Linked DNA regions of Sus scrofa: region 2 is linked to region 1. Evidence: chromatin contacts called from public Hi-C data. All regions are on one chromosome and are shown on one strand. Each heading gives the region's core, a stretch centred on a gene start, on an enhancer-like site or on the middle of the called end of the contact. The rest is flanking DNA. Distances are from core to core; before and after follow the strand shown.

Region 1 (7,679 bases), core at 1,451-3,950:
AAAAGGCAAATAATGATAATAATAATAATAAATAAAGTACATGTTCTTCCAGGAGTTCCCATTGTGGTTCAGCGGGTCAAGAATCTGACTACTAGGAGTTCCCGTCGTGGCGCAGTGGTTAGCGAATCCGACTAGGAACCATGAGGTTGCGGGTTCGATCCCTGCCCTTGCTCAGTGGGTTAACGATCCGGCGTTGCCGTGAGCTGTGATGTAGGTTGCAGACGCGGCTTGGATCCTGCCTTGCTGTGGCTCGGGCGTAGGCCAGGGAACCTCCATATGCCGTGGGAGCGGCCCAAAGAAATGGCAAAAAGACAAAAAAAAAAAAAAAAAAAAAAAAGAATCTGACTACTATCCATGAGGATTTGGGTTCAATCCCTGGCCTCACTCAGTGGGTTAAGGACCAGGCGTTGCTGCAAGCTGCAGCATAAATTGCAGATGTGGTTCAGATCCTGCAATGCTGTAGGCTGCCAGCTGCCAGGTTGATTTGACCCCTAGCCTGGGAGCTTCCCAATGCTGCAGGTGCACCCCTAAAAAGAAAAGAAAAAAAAGTACATCTTCCTATTTCCTCTCTCTCCCCTCTCCCCCACTTTCAGACTGAGTTACATATTCTTCTGAAATGCTTCCCCAAAACACTATAACTCTGCTCCCTTCTTTAAAATAGCTAATCCCTAGTAATCCTTTATGATGAGTCAGGTGTGGGTTAAGTGCTTTAAATGCACTACTCTTTTTCTGCTCCACAGCCAGCCTCCAGGAGAGGTGTTATTTTCCTTCCTGATTCCAGAGTAAACCGGTGCCTACAGAGAAACACCTTCCTTATCACACCAGCTTGTGATCTCTGATTTTCCCAGCGGCCGGCCATCTTCCAATGGGGTCTTATTATTTCCATATCTTCAGAGCATCTCATGCAGAGCCTCATGAACAGTAAGAGAAATGACTGATGGCTGAATGAATAGATACATGTTATAGAGATATACACTGTCAAATTTGGAATCTTGTCATATTTATAAAACCCACATATGTATTTGCTGCCAGGTAAAGAAGACAATCTATTTCTATTTTGTGCATGCCAAATAAGAGGATTGAGAAATATTGTCATAGCTAGAGGCTTCTCTAAAAGTATTCTGCTAAGAAGGTAGGTTTTCATTCTTTTTTTTTTTAAATGATTTTTATTTTTTCCATTATAGTTGATAGGTTTTCATTCCTGACTTGAGGTTTCACATCTTAATTCAATTACCACAACTTAAGAAAAGCAGCATTTTATTCAAGAAGTATTCTACTGGAAACATTTCCTAGGAAAACAGCTTATTTGGTTGATCTTTGAAATACTTGTCACGTATAATAATAGCTGAAGTAAGTGTTAAAACGGTTTTACAGTTTTGGTGTAATCTGTCTGTAGCTTTTTCACGGGGAACGTGTAACCTTATTATGTCTGTACAGAGAAAGCTCAACAGGGAAATCACCATTTGGTTTGGACTTCAGAATGGACTTTGGCCTTTCCTTTCATGCCACAATCATAGAGCAGCTCTTGGGCACAGGGAAGAGAGCTCCAAAAAGAAGGAATGAGAAGCTCATCTATTCTTCTCCGGGGAGCAGGGCATACAGAAGTCTTTTGATGTTTTCTGTTTGTTCTTTTTAATTATGAATGAATATTTATTTATTTGGATCAAGCCTGCAGCACATGGAAGTGCCCAGGCCAGGGCTAGAACTTACACTGCAGCATCCACCCAAGCCACCACAGTGACAACTTTGGATCCTTAACCACTAGGCCACCAGGGAATGCCTCTTCCTTACTTCCTCCCTTCCTCCCTCCCTCCCTTTCTTTCTTATTTCCTCACTTATGTATTTATACACATTGCAAAAATGTCAGAATTCTTCCATAAAAAGAAATCTCCAGCTCCTCATTCTTCACTGCCAATTTCTTTCCGCAGGTAAACATTCCTTTTTAAGTCGTATTTTAATTTGGAGGTAATTAACATTGGTGCAAACATCACAAACTACGAAAAGGTGAAGACCCCCTCCCGCTTTTCCATTTCTCTACGGCAGGTAATTGTGGTTATTAGTCTTGTTTGCCCTTCCAGAAAGAACATAGTTTTAGAAAAGAATACATTTCCTCACAGTCCGTGCTCTAAGATAAATATTTACGACATAAAATTCATTAGAAAACTCAAGAACATTTTTTGGCCATTTCCCTTCTTTCTAGATGTAGTTTTAGAACAAAAGAAAAGAAAGGCACACAGGAGAGGAAGTCATTTCAAAGTCTGAATTAAGTAAATAAGTGCTTCCTTCAGGAATTCCCCTTGTGACTCAGCGGTAATGAACCAGACCGGTACCCATGAGCACGCAGGTTCGATCCCTGGCCTCGCTCAGTGGGTAAAGGATCTGGCGTGGCCGTGAGCTGTGGTGTAGGCTGTCAGCTGTAGCTCTGAGTTGACCCCCAGCCTGGGAACTTCCATGTGCCTCTGGTGTGACCCTAAAGAAAAAAGACCAAAAAAAAAATTTTTTTTTTGTTTTTTTCAGAAGGTAGTTTATTGCTTTGATTTGTCGGCATCTTAGGGAGGAAAGATTTTTCCTAATAGTACAAATAGGAAAGTGCCTAATAGCTTAGACCTGGCACCTGTTGTCCTAAGCCAAAGTTGTACATTGGCTTCAGACCCTGTGTTGCTTATAAACCTGAACCACAAACATTTCTGTGTGATGCAACTGTCCCAGGCAAAGGCCAACGGTTTTCCAGGAAATGTCCTCAGTATTGTGTGTGTTCAAGAAGTGTGTTCTCTGTGCTTTTCCAAGATAAAATTGCACTATTTCTCCACGTGAGAACATCCTTGCCAGGGTGGACGTTTTAGTCACCCGATCAAATGCACCATTCCAAATCTATCAGAGGGGCATTCTCATGCTAGTTCCAGCAGAATGTGGGTCTGAGGCTTAACGTGACTGCCCAGACTTTTGTTCTCGGCTTTCTCACTCTTATTGTTTTACTTTGCCTCTATTTTCTTCCATATCTGTGCAGAAAGGAAAGAGAAATTGTGAAATAAATACAGCACTGGAGGAAACAATATGTACACGATATGAACCGTACAGATTTTTCTTGAAACAATAACTTCTATTTAATCAGGACCTGAAAATCTGAGAACATTAAAGCCTTCAGAAACATTTTCTTCCTATTTTCAATCTCATTAACTTGCTATTTTATCCTCACAGTGCCCATATAATGAAAGGAGAGAGAACAGAGTATTATTGCCTGTCTATGCATGAGAAAGCGGAGGCCACGGCAATAGCCTAAGGGCTCAGGGACGCACACCAAGGCAGAGATACAATCAGGGAAAGAATTCTGAGCACCCGCGTCAACATTAGCACTGCTGAGAATACGCGTTTGTGGCATTCTTTCCTCGGCCTTTCACTACGTAGCTCCCCAGCCTACAATATCACTCCGTTCATTTTGTCAACCAGAAACCCACGCACAGAGGAGCTGAGTGTTCCCCCAGGTCACCTGGGCCCAACAGAGGAACTAAAAATAGTACGTGCCAATGCCAGGTCCTGATCCTTGCCTAGGTTCCTTTAACCTCATGTTCAGGGTTGCAGTATCAGAAGATATTAGAAGTCCATGCGTCTCCTGGAGTGATGGCTTCTCTCCTGCTGAGGAGCCTATTGCTACCACCATCCAAGGCAGACCCATCAATGGCATTGCCCTTGACAAAGGGCAGGTGGCAGGAATCCTGGGCAGCTGTTCTGGAAATTTGTAAAATGCCGAATACTGGATTATTAGGATAATTCAGGGCTAGGCGGTGTCTGGAAAAGACACATAGGTCAGGGGACAGGGGTTAGAGGCCTTGGGGAACTATCTCAATTTCCAGTTTACTTTGCTTCAGTGATACCGCCTCAAAGAATACCCACTCCCCCAGTCGCTGCGTGTCACTGCCTGTCCCGGTAAGGAGGCCACCGCATGCTGAATCCCTCAGAAGCCTATCGTCCCCAGCTATCTTGAGGCTGAAAAACCATTAAAATTAAGCAGAGTGAAAGAAAATCCTAGTAGTCTTAGGAACACTTCCATCAGAGAACAAATCCCTGGAGTAGTGAATTTTTCATTTTACCTGCTTTTTACTTGAAGGCACATTTGGGCTCCAGAGGCCTCAAAAAGTTACTCACCAGTGGTTTCGCCAGTAAAAGAGAACTTACTTTAATTGAGAAGAAACAAAAGAAAGGGGGGAAAGTTAGAAAGAGAGGGAGAGAACAGGCTTATGAAATTAATTAGAACAAAAATGGATGCCATTTTCTATACAAATTAGTCAACTGTCACCTATAATAAGCAGCTAATTTTGCCAGTTATAGTAAACTAATATATATATATTAATATATACATATTAATATATATTAATATAGTAAACTAATTTCATTATAGAAGTAAAAGAAAAATGAGAAAAAAATGAGAAATTACATATGAACAAAAAAAAGGAAAAATCACCCACAGAATTTCCCGTCGTGGGTCAGCGGTAATGAACCCAACCGGTATCCATGAGGATGTGGGTTCAATCTCTGGCCTCGCTCAGTGGGTTAAGGATCCAGTGTTGCCATGAACTGTGGTGCAGTTCGAAGATGCAGCTCGGATCTGGTGTTCCTGTGATTGTGGTTACAGCTGCAGCTCTGATTTGACCTCTAGCCTGGGAACCTCCATATGCCCCAAGTGCGGCCCTAAAAAGACAAAAGGAAAGAAAAGGAAAGAAAGCAAAAGAAATATCACCTACAATCACATCACTAGAGATAACTATTACCATATAATGTATTCAATTTCTATCATGTTTTCTTCTGGAGTTTTTTCCTTTATATATGTGTGTACGTATATTTACGTAAAATAGAGACCATGATACACATCATTTGGTAAACTACTTTTGTCACTTCACTATATAATATAAATATATTTTATGGGAATACATACTTATATACATAATTAATTTTAATGGCTGCATAGCCTTTAATTGTATGGATATACCTAAACTTACTTTAATCAGCATTCTTATTGAATATAGAAGTTATTGTATTGAAAATACAGTTTTCGGAGTTCCCGTCGTGGCGCAGTGGTTAACGAATCCGACTAGGAACCATGAGGTTGCGGGTTCGGTCCCTGCCCTTGCTCAGTGGGTTAAGGATCCGGCGTTGCCGTGAGCTGTGGTGTAGGTTGCAGACGTGGCTCGGATCCCGCGTTGCCATGGCTCTGGCGTAGGCCGGTGGCTACAGCTCCGATTCAACCCCTAGCCTGGGAACCTCCATATGCCGCGGGAGCGGCCCAAGAAATAGCAACAACAACAACAACAACAACAACAACAAGACAAAAGACAAAAAAAAAAAAAAAAGAAAAAAGAAAAGAAAATACAGTTTTCAATGTGGTAAACTGTTCTGGAATAAACAGCCTGATACAACTGACCTTACACATCCATTTGCTTATTTCCTTAATACAGATTCCTGGAAGTGATGTTTCTAGGTCAAAGAAAAGCACAAGTTTCAGGCTATTGACTCATTCGAACCATTTAAAAAATAGTAAGCAAAGAAAGTTGGAATAACTTTTCTTTTCTTTTTCTCTTGGCTATGCCTGCAGCATATGAAATTCCCCAGGCAGGGCTCAAACCCACACCTCTGCAGTGACAATGCCAAATCCTTAACTGCTAGGCCACCAGGGAACTTCAGGAAATAAAATCAGTTAGCCACAACATATTATATCAGAGGAATAAATGAAAAAGTATAACAGACAATATAAAGTTTTAAAAAATTATTATAGTGAGTAACTTTTTTTTAAATTTATTTTTATTTATTTATTTTTTTGCCTTTAGGGCCTAAGCTGCAGCATATGGAGGTTCCCAGGCTAGGGGTTTAATCAGAGCTACAGCTGCCTACCTATACCACAGCTCACAGCAATACTGGATCCTTAATGCAATGAGTGAGGCCGGGGATTGAACCTGCAACCTCATGGTTCCTAGTCAGATTCATTTCCGATGTGCCACAACGGAAACTCCCCCTCAAGTAACTTTTTAAACTATCATTTCATTTTATTTTATTTTATTTTATTTTATTTGTCTTTCATCTTTTTAGGGCAGCACCCACGGCATATGGAGGTTCCCAGGCTAGGGATCCAATTGGAGCTGTAGCCGCCAGCCTACTCCAGAGCCACAGCAACGCGGGATCCGAGCCGCGTCTACAACCTACACCACAGCTCACGGCAACGCCGGATCGTTAACCCACTGGGTGAGGCCAGGGATTGAACCTGCAACCTCATGGTTCCTAGTTAGATTCATTAACCACTGAGCCACAATGGGAACTCCGAAACTCTCACTGTAGCTTCCAAATCTTGGTGGAATTTGTGGGTGAAGGAGAGAAAGGAAATGTAGTGGGATTAAGGGATGCACCAAAAATCATCATCATCATCATCATCATCATCATCTATATAAACCAAACAAGGGAAAGAGAAGGGGACACGGAGGGAGAAACCCATACTTCCTACTTCACACCTTCAATGCTCTCCCCTCGGTTCCTCCCTAGCTTTTAGGCAAAATTCTGGGCTCCCTGCTATCAGTAAATGGACTCAGGCCTGAGGATTCAGGCCCCAAACTAATGAACAAATACCCATGCACCCACTAGCATTCCTATCCTTCTTGCTGTGACACTCACCAGCACACAGTCCTTCCCTTTTCTTAGTCTCAAACTTTTCAGCACAATTTTATTAACTTTCTATTTCACTTTCAAAATAGAAGGGAAAATAAATTTTTTTTTTGAGTTCCCATTGTGGCTTGGCAGGTTAAGGACCCACCTAGTCTCAGTGAGGACGTGGGTTCGATCCCTGGCCTTGCTCAGTGGGTTAAGGATCCAGTGTTCCCACAAGCTTTGGCATAGGTTGAAGATTCAGCATGGATGTGGCATTGCTGTGGCTGTGGCATAGGCCAGCAGCTGCAGCTCCGGTTCAACCCCTAGCCTGGGAAATTCCATATGCCAAAGGCACAGCCATAAAAAGAAAATTTTTTTCTAAAGTTTCTTAGAGTTATGAGGGGTAATGTTTCAAAGTATGTGATAAGGGCATTCCCATCATGGCCCAGCAGAAACGAATCTGACTAGTATTCATGAGGATGCAGGTTCCATCCCTGGCCTCACTCAGTGGTTAAGGATCCTGCATTGCCATAAGCTGTGGTGTACATTACAGATGCAGCCTCAATCCCTTGTTGCTGTGGCTGTGGTATAGGCAGGCTAGCAGCTGTAGCTCTAATTCACCCCCTGGCCTGGGAAATTCCATATGCCATGGGTGCAATGTTAAAAAGAAAAAAGAAAAAAGAAGTATGTGATAAATACAATTGGTTTTTTATTTTTTGGCTCCTGTGCCTGTGGCATGTGGAAGTTTCCCGACCGGGGATTGAACCCTCACTGCAGCAATGACAATGTGGGATCCTTAACTCACTGGCCACCAGGGAATTCCTACAATTGTTTTTTAAAAGAAATATTGCTTAGAATTCTAAGAAATTTAGGTCTTCAGAAAATTGCTGGTTAACGAGACCCAAATCCTTTTTGAATGCTCCAGAATAATCAAATCTTGCATACTAGGCTCTTTTTTTTTTTTTTTTTTTTTTTGGTCTTTTTAGGGCCTTGCCCGAGGCATATAGAGTTTCCCAGGCTAATGGTCCAATAGAAGCTGCAGCTGCTGTCCT
Region 2 (7,679 bases), core at 1,602-4,101, 140 kb after region 1:
TTTCCGTATCAAGAATGAATTCTACCCTCTCATCCCAGAGATCTAGGGCAAAGAGTGAGAGCTGTGTCTAAGTTCATGGTTGAAACTCGGAACATGGAAGAAGAAGAGAGAGGCAGTACTGTTACCTGATGGAAAATCTGAGCCTCACGTTGAATATGACAAGTGCTAGTGTTAGAGGAACTACTTTTCTCAAGGAAAAAAACATGTAGCATGTTTCTTTGCTACATGCTCCAGGATGAGCAGTAGTGGGCTCATTTGTTTCTGATTTTGTGTGTGTGTGTGTGTGTGTGCGCATGCAGGCGCGCGCACGCGTGTGCACACGTGCGTGTGTGTATGCTCATGCTCGTGTATACACATAATAGGCATTACTCTTAAAGTCCCTATTTGGTCCATACCATGTGTTAAAAAATATTTACAAGTTTTTGTTAGCACTAAACAGTAATGTGTGAGTAGCTCCTGGTCCGTGGCATCAGTATTTTTAAGGAGCACTTGTCTCTGAGTTTGAGCTGCTTTGTAAGGTAACTTTCTTCCTTTGGAGGTACCTTGTTCTCTTTCCTCACAGCCCCTCAGGAGTGACTCGAGTTTTCTCAAAACCACAAACACTATTCATAGTAGCCAAAAGATGGAAACAACTCAGTGTCTACTGAGGATGAATAAATAAATGAAGTGTGATCTCTGCATGCAGTGGAATACTATTCAGCCTTGAAAAAGGAAGGAAATTCTGACAACATTGATAAATCTCGAGAACACCAGTATGTTGAATGAAATAAGCCAGTCACAAACAGCTTATATACTTCAGGATTACACGCAGGTGACGTACTTAGAGTAAATTCATAGAGTCAGAAAGTAGAATGGTGATTGCCGGGGATGAAAGGCTGTGAGGAATGAAAATGGGGAATTACCGTTTAATGACTAGAGGGTTTCAGTTTTGTAAGGGCAAGAATTCTGGAAGATGGTTGCACAACCATTTGAATGCCCTTATCACTGTTCATCTGTATGTGTAAAAGTGGTTAAGACGGCAAAATTTATGTTTAAATTAAAACAACAACAACAAACCTTTCAGATTTAGTGTAAAATCTGTTCAGCTGTTGTAGTGTAATGTTTTCATTGACAGACACTTGCTGGTAGCAGCTGGCTCTACACTGGTTGAGAGCAGCTGGCTCAGCTCTCCTTTCTAGGGAACAGGTATTATGGTTCGAGTGTGAATGTGTTACATTCTGGAGAAAAGCTTATTGTGGACACTGAAAGAAGGAGTAAGCACACATGGGGGCAGTGTTCGCAGAGCTCATGGAGACAGGAGCGAGGTGAAAATGACCTTGGTTTACGTGGGTAGAGAGAACTGATGTGACCAAAACAAGTGTATTAAGTGCTGTCCACAGTCTTGATTTTTAAAAGCTTTCACTTTTTGATAAGTTTTTTGTCATTTTGCTTATATTTTACTTCTTACCACGTCTGCCAGGTTGAGTGTTTAATAGCTTCTGCCAGGGATTCAGATACATTCCATTTATTGGTATTTATTATAACAAGTGTTTTCAAGAAAGGTACTGTTGGAGTTCCCGCTGTGGTATAGTAGGCTAAGGATCCAGTGTTAATTTTGCAGCAGCTTGTTTCTCTGCTGAGACATGGGTTTGATCCCTCGCCTGGTGCATTAGGTTAAGGATCCAGCATTCCTGCAGCTGCGGCTTGTATTCAGTCCCTGGCCTGGGAACTACTTCCATATGCTACGGGTACGGCCAAAAAAAAAAAAGAGAGAGAGAGAGAGAGAAAGAAAGGTACTGTGGCTACAAGTTATTAGGATTGATGTAAAGGTCAAGCCAGAACCCCCTGCTCTTAAGAGCTTCCTGCTCTAAAAGAGAAGGTAACTGAAATACGAGATAGAGACTGATAAGTGATATAAAGAAAGGTTTGTGGAAACACAGACTAGAGAGATCTACTTCTCAGAAGTAACCTTGAAAGATGGGAAGGATGTTAATAGAGCGAATGGGGATATGAATTCAAGGTGAGCATCTTGACACAGATGTAGGGAAAGCTAGAGTGGTCTGCGCCAGGAGGGGCTGCGATCTCTGTGTCTGTCAGAGAACAAGACCTCATGTTGGTTGTAGTAAGCAGAAGACAGCAAAAATACTTTGGGGCCAGATCATGGAGAATTTTCAGTGTCTTATTAAGAATTTGAATTTATGTCAGCAGTGGGCAACTGTTGGAAGTTTCCACTGTGGAAATGACAAGTGTTGACACCTTAGGAAGCAGGTAGGCTGACTTGGTCTGACTGGTGATTGTTTAATTATAGAGGCTGATTTAGTTCTTTGGTGTCCATCTGAAGCAGGAAATTAGGTTGGATAAATAAACAGGGAGGATACAAATTAGTTGTGAAAAGTTAGAGGTGTTAAGAATTGATTCATTTCACAATGTACAGCCATTGAAAGAACTTGACATGATAAAAGCTGTTTTAAAGATCAGTTAGGCAGCAGTGTATTGAAGAGATTCTGTAGAGAGACTAGTTAGTGAAAGGGTTATTGAATGGTGGAATTTTGAAGAGCTGGAGGAGGGTAGAAGCAGCAGAAACAAAAAGGAGAGGAAATGGTGAAAAGAAGGAAGAAGTGAAATTCACAATTATAAGCATATTTCTGCACAAAGCATTTATTGCCCAATGGGATAGCTGACCAGCATTCCCGCTCTTAGAAAGGAGGTATGCCGTATTGGTCAGGCAAAGGGCATGGTGATGTGAACTGGCCTGGCTGAAGTGTCCTGGCTTGAGCAGGTCCCTGGAGGGCCTGGTGGCATTCAGCACCACTCAGCTGACACGGCAGATAATGCTGTCCATCAGTGTCCTGGCTTCATTGGCTGTGTCCACAGAGCGCCCAGGCCAGCAGTCCCCAGACCTCCATGCCCTGGCACATTGGTGAACTGCAGACTGTTCTGAATCATGTGCCGTGAGCTTTTGAGATGTTGCGTAAATGTTTTGCTGCAAGTGGATATTCATAGGGCCTGGTAATGTGTTAAAGACCCTCCTGAGCAGGTCGTTAGGGAAACAATTGCTGTGACTAAGAGGCTTCACCTATCAGGCCCACCAAGGACTGAGCAGAGTTATACTGCCTCACCCTTGGGTCTGTGGGCCCCAGAGACCCTTCCACCCCAATAGCAGCACACAGCTGGGGGATTCTGCCCTGCTACCCCTCCGCACCCCGCCCCCGCAGCCCTGGGGAGGATTTTGCAGCCCCTGTGTCATGGGGTCCCCCGGATGCAGTAGTGCCTGCTTCTTAGGATTCTTGACTTTGTTCAATTTGCTTTTGAGTCTTTTAATTCATTGACATTGGCTAATGAAAAACGCTAGTCTTTGAACATGGCTTGCAAGCAGCTGGCCAAGACAGGTCCTGCCAACTCTTTGATAAATGCTGCAGCCAGATATTGCAGTGGTTGAAGGTAGAGTGAAAAGAAGATGGAATTTGGTATGTGAAATCTTAGGTTTGAATCCTTGCTTTGCCACTAGCAGTGAAACTTCAGGCAAGTTTATTTAAACTCAATTTTCTCCGTTTCTTTATAAAATGAAGGTAATAATATTTACCTTTCAGGCCTGCTTTGATGACTTGAGGTAATGACTAAAATATAGACACTGTGCCCTGTGAAGAATAATTTATTTCTCATCTCCAGTGTGCGATGAGTTCGGTGCTTTTTACTCCTTTGTGTATTAAGCAGCCACATCCCAGGTTTTGTAAAGCATGTGTTTCTCTGAACTATGGACTTCTGGAGTTTGATCTTTAAAGATTAAATAGACTTACAGTATTCAGAGTGCCAAAGCAAGCATTGGTCACTTATGAGTTATTTAAAATGGAAAAAAAATTTGTTTGATTGAAGCATTAAATTTGCTGTTAAAAATCTATTTAAATAGCAATATATCTTATGTCATATACCTTAACGCACATTATAAGTTTTCTTTTTTAATAAAGTACTTGCCACCCTCCTCAAAAAATGGTAATATCAACAATAAAACTTATGACTAAAACTGTCACAGGGGATTTTGGTAGAATTTTCTATCAACTTCCATAGAAAAAGGCTCATTTATCCATCTAGAATTAGGAATAAGTTGGGGAAAAGTTTTGGTCAGACCAGCGTTCTTGAAATCCACTCAGTCTTACTGTTAATAGATCACAGTACCGTGGAGCATGTTCTAGTGTAGGTGGTTTTTTTCTAATTATTGGGCAGAGTTTTAAACCTGCTTACAAATCTAGCTGTTTGAATTCATAGTAGGCTTAAACTTGGCACAGATATTCTCTGCTCAGATACAAGAGTAGTTGTTTTTTAACCAAAAAAAATATTGACTAGCTTTTTTTCTTTTTTTAAATTCCTAGAGAACTGAAGAATTTTGGAGTATTTACTCCATCCAGTTTTAGCTACAAGCAATTCAGACCCCTTCAAATTCCAGTTACTATTTGCTATATAATCATGATTTTTCGTAAAAGATTTATAAATCTTAAAATGGTTTCTATCATCACACAGTGACTCTTTTTCGTAAGTGGTGTTTTTTCAAACCTTAATAAAGGAATTCACGTGACACGAATATAAAAGTAAATCCTGTTGACCTTAAGGGGACTTTTCATTCTAACCTTTTCGGCATCTCTGTTCACGTCATGATGTAAGTCATGGTTTATTGTTTAAAACTCTAATTTGTTTCTGTGTGAGTGAAAATACATTTTTTTCATACTGTCTTTGCTGGGACCATAACATCTCCAGTGATTTTGTTAACAGTATATTTGATTGCTGCCTTATAGAATATGAAGTTTGTTTTAGAAAATTTAAATGTAAGCATTGAAGGATAAAGCCTACATGAAAATGAAACTTAGCTTAAAATGAACTTGGATAAAATCTGATTTTTACTTTGTTTCAGTAGTGTGCAGTTTAATGCCAGAAAGAAATGTAGATATAAAAATAACATCAAAGTGTTAGGTTTTTAAAAAGTTGACAAATTAATACGTAGCAACCATTTTAGACATTAGCTTAAAGAAGGATTATCTCAGTTACATTTGGCTATAAATTTTCTTAGTGAACTGAAGAGAACTGTAAAAGAAAAATATCTCTATGTAATTTATACAGTTGTAGTTTTTCAAATTACTTTAACATTTTTAGTAGCATTTTATATTTGAGCAGGCTAGAATTTTGAATTACAATAAATTCAAAGACTCATTTGAGCTGTACTAAAAGTTTGAAGATTGAGATGATCTTTTGCAGTTACTTATGTGCTCTACTATGATGTATTAGGTTATTTTTTAAGCTTTTTTTTTTTTTTTTTAAATTTAATGGCTGCACCTGTGGCACTTGCAAGTTCCTGGCCTAGAGGTTGAATCAGAGCTGCAGCTGCAGGCCTGTGCCGCAGCCACAGACCTACACCACAGCCATGACAATACCAGATCTGAGCTGCAATGTGGCAATGCCACATCCTTACCCACTGATCAAGGCCAGGGATTGAACCTGAATGCTCACTGACACTATGTCTGGTTCTTAGCCCGCTGAGCCTGTTTTAAGCTTTTAGCATTCTGGCATTGTGTTGGTCAAATTAAATTTTGTTTTGTTTTAGGAAGAAAGCTTTATGCTATCGTTTCTATATGCTGAAACAATAAATAATAAATTTACTTTTGACCATTTTTATAAGAAAACAATTCTGAAAGTAATATGTTAAAACATTTTTGCTAAAGTTGTAATTTAAACATGGAGTTTGCTTTTTATAAGTAAAAGCTATGCTTTTATGAATAATTCGTTTGGGATTAAACGAATCCCTCCTTAGTGATAGAACTGTTTTCTATGTGGGCTGTTCTTAAATAAATGGGAGTATGAGAGGCTTTAAAACAAGTCAGCTAATGGGAAGTTTTTATTTAGGAGAGGAAATTACTAAAATTAATTAGAAACTATTAGTTTCTTATCCATATGCTTTGAAACATAACTGTCTTTTCCAGGTAACTTAAGATAACCAACCCCTAGGTGTTAGAATTGCTTTTATTTTATCTAACCATTTCAACCGGAAATCTTTCCTAAGTATATGTACACATTCATACCTTTTAAGATCATGTAAATATATTGTCCTTTTCTTGAGACTGCACATGAGTTCTGTTGTGTTCAGCTCTTTGCTTTTATACCATATGGGACCAGACTTATCAAATTTTAAAAACTTGAGTGTCTTTTCCCCATGTCTGTAGGTTATTTCTTTTTACTATTGGCATTTGTAAGTCCTTTGAGGAGTTCCTGTTGTGATGCAGTGGAAATGAACCCAAGTAGTATCCATTAGGAGAGGGTTCAATCCCTGGCCTCGCTCAGTTGGTTAAAGGATCCAGCATTTGCTGTGAGCTGTGGTGTAGATGCAGCTCAGATTTGGCATTGTTGTGGCTGTGGTGTAGGCAGGCAACTCTAATTGGACCTCTAGCTTGGGAACTTCCATGTGCTGTGGGTGCGGCCCTAAAAAGCAAAAACAACAAAAAAACATCCTTTCACCATGTTCCTGTTAATCCAAAAAAAAAAAAAAAAGGGCACTAATAGTAATTACCATTTTTGGATGTTTTATACTCAATATCAACTCTGTATCAAAAGTATTAACCCCATCCTATAGAGGACAAAGTTCAGGTTTTGAGGGGTTAAATAACTCACAAAAGTCAGGAAGCCAGTAAGACAGAATATGACACAGATAAATTTTTGTTAGTGAATATGGTACACCTTTGTGGTGAATACTCTGCAGATCAATACAGAGAACATTTCCAGCACGTCAGGGACTGTGTTTCCCTGCCCCTGTCACTATCTTCCCAAAGGTAACCACTGTTCTGATCCCAGTCCCCAGAGATCTTGATTCCTCCTAAATTAGTTTTACCTGTTTAAGACCTTTATAAAAATTGAATCATAGAGAATGTACTCTCTGGTACCAGGCTTCTTTTGCCCAGCATTTGCAAGATTCATCCACGTTGTAACATATAGTATGTTTTTCTTTTTTTTCATTGCTGTATAGTGTTCCATTGTGGGAATACATTAACATTTTTCTATTCACCTTATTGATGGATACCTGGGATATTTTCATTTTGGGCTTTTAAGAATAAAGCTGCTATGAACATTTGTTTATGTGTCTTTGGTTTTATACATGTTTTACACTCACTTCTCTTGGGTTTAAACCCAAGATTGAAACCTTAGGTTTTGGGAATAATGTAAATTGAGCTTTAGTAGGTACTGCCAATCAGTTTTTCAAGTGTTTGTACAAATTTGCATCCCCATCAGCAATGTATGGGGGTCTAGTTGCTCCACATCCAACATTGCTGGCCTTATTAATCTTTTCCCCCTTTACATTTTATTTATTCTGGTACGGTATCTAGTATGATTTCAGGGAAATGCAAATTGAAAGTTATATTTAGTTATATTTATTTTTTTAGATACCTTCTTTTTGAAAAAAAAAAAGAATATCGACACACAAAGTTGTGTTAATTTCAGGTGTACAGCAAAGTAAATCAGTTATATATAAACATATATCCATTCTTTTTCAGATTCTTTTCCCATAGGTCAGTACATAGTATTGAGTAGATTACCTGGTGCTATGTAGCAGGTCCCTGCTACCCATCCATTTTATATGTGGTAGTATGCATGTGTCAGTTCCAAGCCCTAATTTATCCCTCCTCAGTCCTTTATGTCTCCCCCTTTGGTAACCAACAGCTTTG

The links. Hi-C and Micro-C count contacts between places; a contact is called where the count stands out from the background.
Region 2: a contact with region 1 is called in a Hi-C map of liver, with 8 times the contacts expected there. The contact joins two enhancer-like sites. A contact is called at or near these places in 4 of 47 Hi-C or Micro-C datasets (liver and skeletal muscle).

The regions. Positions count from the first base shown.
Region 1 is chr4:64,874,576-64,882,254 of Sscrofa11.1, forward strand. No RefSeq gene overlaps it. Among named protein-coding and RNA genes, the nearest start is that of NCOA2, 76 kb to the right of the region's middle. Within about 2 kb of position 2,701, at least 6 of the 83 cell types and tissues checked have an H3K27ac peak or open chromatin away from gene starts, as enhancers often do. A contact at or near this core is called in liver, where this site is marked.
Region 2 is chr4:65,018,145-65,025,823 of Sscrofa11.1, forward strand. The region is part of intron 1 of NCOA2 (nuclear receptor coactivator 2); the gene reads left to right. Among named protein-coding and RNA genes, the nearest start is that of NCOA2, 68 kb to the left of the region's middle. Within about 2 kb of position 2,852, at least 16 of the 83 cell types and tissues checked have an H3K27ac peak or open chromatin away from gene starts, as enhancers often do. A contact at or near this core is called in liver, where this site is marked.